Linked DNA regions of Rattus norvegicus: region 2 is linked to region 1. Evidence: chromatin contacts called from public Hi-C data. All regions are on one chromosome and are shown on one strand. The core of a region is the stretch at or near the end of the contact, and the rest is flanking DNA. Distances in the headings are between cores, read along the strand shown.

Evidence for each region. A called contact is a pair of places that touch in the nucleus more often than the background predicts.
Region 2: a contact with region 1 is called in a Hi-C map of liver, with 3 times the contacts expected there. The contact joins the promoter of Ubxn2b here to the promoter of Bpnt2 in region 1. A contact is called at or near these places in 1 of 12 Hi-C or Micro-C datasets (liver) and 1 of 1 datasets of contacts at active chromatin or transcription factors (oligodendrocytes).

Annotation. Positions count from the first base shown.
Region 1 is chr5:22,598,570-22,602,166 of GRCr8, reverse strand. Bpnt2 (3'(2'), 5'-bisphosphate nucleotidase 2) reads left to right here and starts at 2,041. Exons shown (of 5, transcript NM_001008772.3): 1 at 2,041-2,639. The coding sequence starts at 2,259.
Region 2 is chr5:24,099,566-24,103,162 of GRCr8, reverse strand. Ubxn2b (UBX domain protein 2B) reads right to left here and starts at 1,947. Exons shown (of 8, transcript NM_001107905.1): 1 at 1,839-1,947. The coding sequence starts at 1,922. LOC134478926 (a long non-coding RNA gene) reads left to right here and starts at 1,973. Exons shown (of 3, transcript XR_010051695.1): 1 at 1,973-2,175; 2 at 2,301-2,508. It overlaps LOC134478927 (a long non-coding RNA gene), which reads right to left and starts at 3,234. Exons shown (of 2, transcript XR_010051696.1): 1 at 3,108-3,234; 2 at 2,147-2,500.

The DNA.
Region 1 (3,597 bases), core at 792-3,291:
CGAACACGCTATATGCAGTTAAATAGTTTCTTCTGCTTATACTTTCTCTTATTATTCTGTTATCAGTTATCAACCCATTCTGAAGTACCACTTCTAGCAACTGTTTTTAAACTCCTTTCTGTGTCTTGGTCTTTTTTTCCTTCCTTGGGTCACAAATACCTTCTCTGGGGCAGAGACGCTCAAGCACCTCTTGTGGCCTCTTCCAGTTACTCCCACCAATACAATAGACAGTGCCCCAGTGAATACACCCCTAAATTCGTTCTAAAATTCCTGCAAAGGATCGTTCAATTTATACTGATACACATCTGCAGACTTCTCGCTTTTGAGCTTTTCCTGCCCATCACGCCTCTCAGGGTTGTTTTTGGTTGATTGTTTGGTCTCAGCTTGAGGTAGTCTAGCCAGGTAGACCTGAGCTCGGGCTTCCTCTTCATGCTGGGGTGGGTAGCCCTCTATGACCTCACTTCCAGATCTGCTTGGAAAGTAAGGGGTTTGACTGTGATGTTAGACTATATGGCATCATGCTGGCTCCTCAGGCTCTGCTGCTGTCAAGGATTGAGAGACTTACTTTTTTCTGAGTCACCTGGGCGTTTGATGGCCTTTACGTTTAAGCTGGTTATCGTTAGCAGGCAGAGAAAACAGTGCAATCTAACTCTAGGTAAATGCTAGAGGTGCCCAGTCGGTACACAAACCTAAAGGTCAAGCCTCACTCGACAACAAGCAATGGACATCTACAACTTTGGATACTTGTAGTTCTTACGGTGATTAATATTAAAATATATCTTAAACCTATGTTTTTAAACAGAGTGGCAAAATAGGTTGTCTTTTATTGATTTAATGAAAAAACTTCAACATGTAGGGGTTGTATTTTTTTTTTCATGTATTTTTTTGTTTTTGAGCTCAATCTCAATCTTTAATCCAAGCTGGCCTAGAACTTTTATGTGGCTCGGGGTAGCCTAAAATTTGTATCAGTCCTTCTGCCTGTTTCCTGAATCTTCGGTTTATAGGCATAAGTTAGTATATCTGGCTAGTTAGTATAACATCATGCATGCTTCTTTTAAAAATGAAGAGAAACTTCTGAGTATTTAGGAGTTACTGAAATTTAGAATTTGTTATTAATGATCTGTAGTATTGTAGATGACAGCTATCTACTCTCCAATGCATCTGTAATATACCACATTTGGCGGACATTTATTGCCTCGCAATGATGTAATCTAGTCGTACTTTAAATCAAGTGATCCTGGTCCCCCAATTCTTCTGCCTTAACCTCTGCACTGAGTGTAGGGCCAAAGTCTCCATGAAAAGGAGAGAATCCTTGAAGTGTTTTTCCTAGTTAAACTCAGGGTTAGTTAACCCAGGTTCACAGCTTCACAGAGCATGTCAAGTTTAGACAAAGAATAATCTACCCATCAACACATAACCCTTGAGACTAGCGGTTCTCAGCCTTCTTAATCCTGCGTTCATCTAATACTGTTCCTCATGTAGTAACCATACATAAAATTATTTTTGTTGCTATTTCATAACCGTAATTTTGCTGCTATTATAAATATCAATGTAGACATCTACTATTTGTCTAACCCCAAAGAGGTCTCAACCCACAGGTTGAGAAATGCTGGCTTAGACCATCCATCACAAGGCCAGTGAAAGGAAGAACCACGTGACATTCCTTTGTTAATGTCAGCCCCTCCCAGCTTGTAGCCAAAGGAAAAGTGACTTAAAGCTTCAAGACCCAAGTACTCTGGGCCATGGGGGAGGCTCAAATTGGTTCGTTTTTAAATGCCTCGTCGTTCTCTTTTGAACGATCAGAGTGATAGAAAGGCACTGTCACTGTGGCTCTATTTCAAACACATATAGTGGCACAAGAGACCGACTTGCCGCAAAAAGCCACGTGGTCTTAAGCCACCTCCTAGAACCCAGGCCAGCAACAGCGCCCAGGCCCCGCCCCCAATTATGGGGCCGCCCCCGGGAGGGGCCTGTTTGGACAGTCTCCGCCTCCTCTCCCCTCCCTCGGTCTCTTAACCCGGATATACACTCTAGCTCCCCTTTCACCTCACAGCCAACCGTTGGCCTACGCGGAAGGCCGAGCCGCCAGCTGCTGGCTGCTGTAAAGCAGGGGTGTGGGGTACGGGGCCCGCGGGGCGGCGGCAGCGGCGGCGCGGCTTTCCCGGGGCGGTGATGGCGCGGGAAGGCGCCGGGAATCGGGCGCCGTTGTAGCGGATTCTGGGGCCGGCCTAAGGCGGCCTTAGCGCCAGTCGCGCGCCATGGCCCCCATGGGCATCCGCCTGTCCCCGCTGGGGGTGGCCGTATTTTTCCTGCTGGGGCTCGGGGTGCTCTACCATCTCTACTCGGGCTTCCTGGCCGGCCGCTTCAGCCTCTTCGGCCTGGGCGGCGAGCCGGCGGGAGGGGCGGCCGAGGTGGCGGTCGACGGGGGCACGGTGGACCTGCGGGAGATGCTGGCGGTGGCAGTGCTGGCGGCGGAGCGCGGCGGCGACGAGGTGAGACGAGTCCGCGAGAGCAATGTCCTCCACGAGAAGTCCAAGGGGAAGACGCGCGAGGGCGCCGAGGATAAGATGACCAGCGGCGACGTGCTGTCCAACCGCAAGATGTTTTACCTGCTCAAGACGGCCTTCCCCAACGTGCAGGTAGGTGCTGGGTCGCGAGCGCGGTCGGACCTGCTGAGCCGGGTTCCGAGACACCGACGTAATGTGTGCAAGGTCATGCACACGCGGACTGGGGGAGCTTGTGGCTTTTCCACTCGGGGCCACGCTCCTCCTCCTCTCCCTGTTTGTGGGCGGGCGGGTGTGGAAGGGCTTTGGTGCCGGGATGCTGGCGGACCACACATCTCTAACCGGCTGCTTTCTAAATGAAGGGATTGAACCCCTTGGACCTTTGTGTTCTCCTAGGACTTGCCTTGATGTGGTCGTGGCTGTTGAGTCCAGGTTATCTGTCTGGCATTCGATCTGGCCACTTAGAAGGGCAGGGCCTGTAGAAATCTTTAGTGTGCCAGACCAACGGGAGGAAGGGGATGTGATCATGAATTGCTGAAGCTGTAGTTGGAGCAAGACTCTGTTTATAAATGCTGTGCAGTTTGGGCTACCTTTCAAGGAAAGATTTGGAGTTAATGCTTTCTCACAATTTCACTTCGGTGCGCCCTCGCACTCAAAATTAGTAACATCTACCTTTTTCTGTGGTACGTTTCTTGGATAGGAGTTGTCATTGTCTTAATCTAAGCTTTTTCCCCCCTCTCGGAATCCTTTCACTACGGCTGCTTTTTCTTTTTCGTGTGTTTGCGCTCGCGCGTGTTCTCTTACAACCTTGCTTTCTTGTGGGTTCTTTTAAGTAGGCCAGGCGGACCTAGAACTAAGCTTCAACTAGAATTCAGTATCCACCGCCTCAGCTTGAGTGCTGAGTGCTGGGTATTATGGGGATCTCCAACTTTTCAGTTGGCCTTTTCCAGTTTATTGAATTTTGGGGGAAGGGCTCACCATAGTGTAACAGAATCTTTTAAATGTGTAAGTAGATAGGTTTTGGCTTTTAGAAACAAAAGTTGCTTCCAATAATTTTATTGATTAGATAAAAAGTAAAACTTAAGCCTAGGTT
Region 2 (3,597 bases), core at 698-3,197, 1.5 Mb before region 1:
AACACCAGCCTTAAACACAGTCCAGAAGACACAACATAGACACTTTAGGAGATAACTGTGTAGCCCTCTTCTGGTGGTTCCCAAAACACTCCTTCCTGATTTAGAAGCTAACAGACTATTCTGCATGGCAGCAGAGACATTCTGTTCAGCTGGCAATTCACTATCCAGTGTTTACCCCACACCTGATGGTGATCTCTGCATTCTCCAAGTTCATCTTCGGAACTGCCCTTTTTTGGCATTCAGTGACACTTCAACTTGACTCTGTGCTTAGTTCTCCAAAAAGTTATGAAGGCATCTAAAAGGTTATACGTGGTTAAACAGAGACTGTTTAGGTCAATTAAACCTAGATTACTTGTACAACAAAACGGAATTCCTGAATGGGGCAGCCCCCAGCGTCAGAACAGGTTGGGAAAGTTCAAACTGGCAATGAGATGGGACTTTGTGGAAACTAGCAAGCCACACATAGAAAATACTTAAGTTTGGTCAACCAGTCAGATGGGTACCTCCCTAATGTGCTGGCTAGTTTTACATCAACTTGACAAAGTTAGAAATATTGGGGGAGGAGGGGGGCTCAACTGGGGGAAAAAAGCTTTCTTAAAGCTGTAGGCAAGCCTTTAGAGCATTTTCTTAGAGATAGATGGTAGAGGGCCAAGCCCATTATGGGTGGTGCCACACTTGGGCTGTGAGTCCTGGCTTCTATAAGCAGGCTGAAGAAGCCACGGGGAGCAAACCAGTAAGTAGAACCCCTCCATGGCCTCTTCATCAGCTACTGTCTCCAGGTTCCTGCTCTGACTTCCTTTTCTGACGATGAACCATGATGTGGAAGCGTGAGTCTCCCTTCCTCAAGTTGCTTTGGTCATGGTGTTTCATCACAGTGATGTAACTCTAAGACAGCTAGCTAACTGGCTCCAGGGTCACCTGAAACCAACCAGTGCTCAATTAGTACCATTATAACTTTGCATTGGTTTGGTCTGTTTCAAATCTGTGACCTTTCCCAAAATGTAATTGCTTACAACAGTATCCATTAATACTTATGGATTTGATGTTTTATTTATATACTAATTCCCCTCAGTGCAAAGTTAAAATGGCAAGTGGTCAGTACATCTGGTTAAAGAATGAAGACCAGCTATTAAAAATGTTCTGTCAAGGTTTGTGAATTCAGGCTCATTTATTCTCAACTCTAACCCGTAATATACGTTTAATTGTTGGATTTTATCAATGATTTCATGAGGAGATGGAAAAAGCATCTGATAAGACAGCATCCGGTGGAGAAGTGTTCAGCTGACGAATGTCAGCATCATAACGTTGCTGAGTTTTATTTCTGTTAAGTTGTTTTGTGGGCTACCTCTTACAAGTGGGCTGTGACCAACGCCTGAACTGTTTTAAGCTCTCCCCTGCAAAAAACGCAAGCTTTTTCCTAAGAAAGGAAGAAAGCGCTTTTAATCTATAAGTCACCAAATGTGGAAAAAAAAAAAGGATCTAAGAGAACAAACCTGCATGCGTTATTTTAAAGTTACTTTTTTAAGTGATAGCTGATTGACCACTGGCCACAGAAACTCTCCAGATGCAGGCAGCAACAACTGGGAGCCACCCTGATGGCTCCGCAAAATGACATTTTCTGCTTTGTGCATCCTGCGTGAAGGGAAACCCTGTATGGCCGCCTGAGGCTAGGGCACTGGTTTCCACACGCACCACCCCGCAATGCGCCTCCGGGAGAGACCCTCCAGTTCTCCGCAGACAGGGTCAAGGAAAGGCTCAGGCGAGGTACAAAGTGGCTCTGGCCCGCGCCCACCATGCCCACACCCTCTCGCCCACCGCCGCGCTCTGTGCCTCCGCACCTGTAAGTCCCGCGCACTCGGGGGCCGCGGCCTCGAGGACCTCCGCTCCTGCTCCTCCGGCTCCGCGCCGCCACCCTCCGCCATCTTTCACCCGCTCGCGGCGCCCGCCCCGGACCCGCGACTTCCGGGGCTGGTTGCTTAGCGACTGTGGGAGGGGCAGTGCCACTTGGTGACTCCCACCTCCTTGGAGAGGGGGCGGAGCTGTGCCTTGTTCGCTAGATTTCTCCCGTCTCCTTCCCCCACCACCCCGTGGGCTCTAGCTGTAGGGTTCCGACTCACCCGTTTCCCCTTTTTAGAGATCTGTCTGCAGTCACCATGCAACTCGCTGGGAGATGCTGTAGGTTGCCGTAGAGTGCAGCATTGTCTTCCAAGTTTATTTAACTAAATAGTGCAATATCTTAACAGATGAACATTGCAACTTCACCGTTCATTTCCCCTTATCTCTCATTTTCCCTTATCCAGGATTGGATTGCAAATTAGTCCTTCTGAGTGGATCCATATTGAAGACAGGAAACACAGTAAAGCTTTTGGCAACAAGAAAGGAGACTCTTAAGCCATCTTCTTTTCCGCCAGGATTGATTTAACTCTCGTCTTATTCCAGACACACCTCCAAGAGTTGCCTCCCAAGAAAAAGGAAGTCTGGGTCTTTATGAAATTATAAGCTAAACAGGTAACAGAGAACAATTTGTAAATAAGGTTTGCAGAGAGTACTATGCGAGGCCTGTATGTGAATGGAGAATACTCTCTTGGTGGCTGTTGTGTGCACCATGCTAGGTGGGAGCCTACAGCCTGCTGCCTTGGCTGTTCTTTGAATCCCAGGCACTTCAAAAACAACAACTTTTACAAGCTAGAGAAGATGAATCTGAGAGGTCTGTTTACCACATCTTAGCTACTTTTCTTGATTGCCAACAGTATGATACACCCACATAGGCTTTCACGTTCCTATGAAGACACTAATCACATAATTTTTTTAAAAATAAAATTTGTGCCCTTTTCTCCTGTAAATCTGTTTTAGTTCAGTTTCTTTCTCAGGCCCAGCTTGAGACTCAGAGGGCAAAGGACGATGGTCCCTCTCCTCAGTTTAGAGTCTTCCACTTGAATTGCTGAATATGCAGTGTTGTACTTGAGTAAGTCAAATGATAATTAAACTAGAAACTAGCAGTACACGTTACCAAACCTTGCATTGCTGTCTTGATATTCTTAATATACATTCTGCCTTAAAAGTTCCCATCACTTTTTTGACAAGAAAATACCCCAGAGAGCCAATACCTTCAATGTTGGACCTTGAAGGAGAAGTATTTTCCACAGTTGTTGTGCCAGGAATGACCATGAGTAAGAGGTCACAAATATGTTCTAAGACAGATAATGGGGACTATCTTAGCCATGCCAGCAAAACACTACATGGGTGTTTAGAAATGATTATGTTTATAAGCAATGATGAGGCAGTCAGTAAGAGACCTAGACTAGAGATGTAGGCTTAAGTTAGATTCTAGAGTGTAAGCAGCCATGCTTACTTCCTGGGCCAAGGTCATCAGATGCGACCTTGACTAATGAAAATCAGTCCAGTTGGAGGGGCCACAGCAAGACTGAGACTGTGATGGTTTTATCAAGAGCCATTAGACTGTTATACCTTTGTCAGAAATAGAATACAACTAACGGCAGTGGTAGTTGCCAGGATATAACGACATTCGCAAGCTCCACAGGTACACCAGGTTAATTGACCAAGCCGGCTCAGTCAGCCAACCAGGTCTCAAGGGAG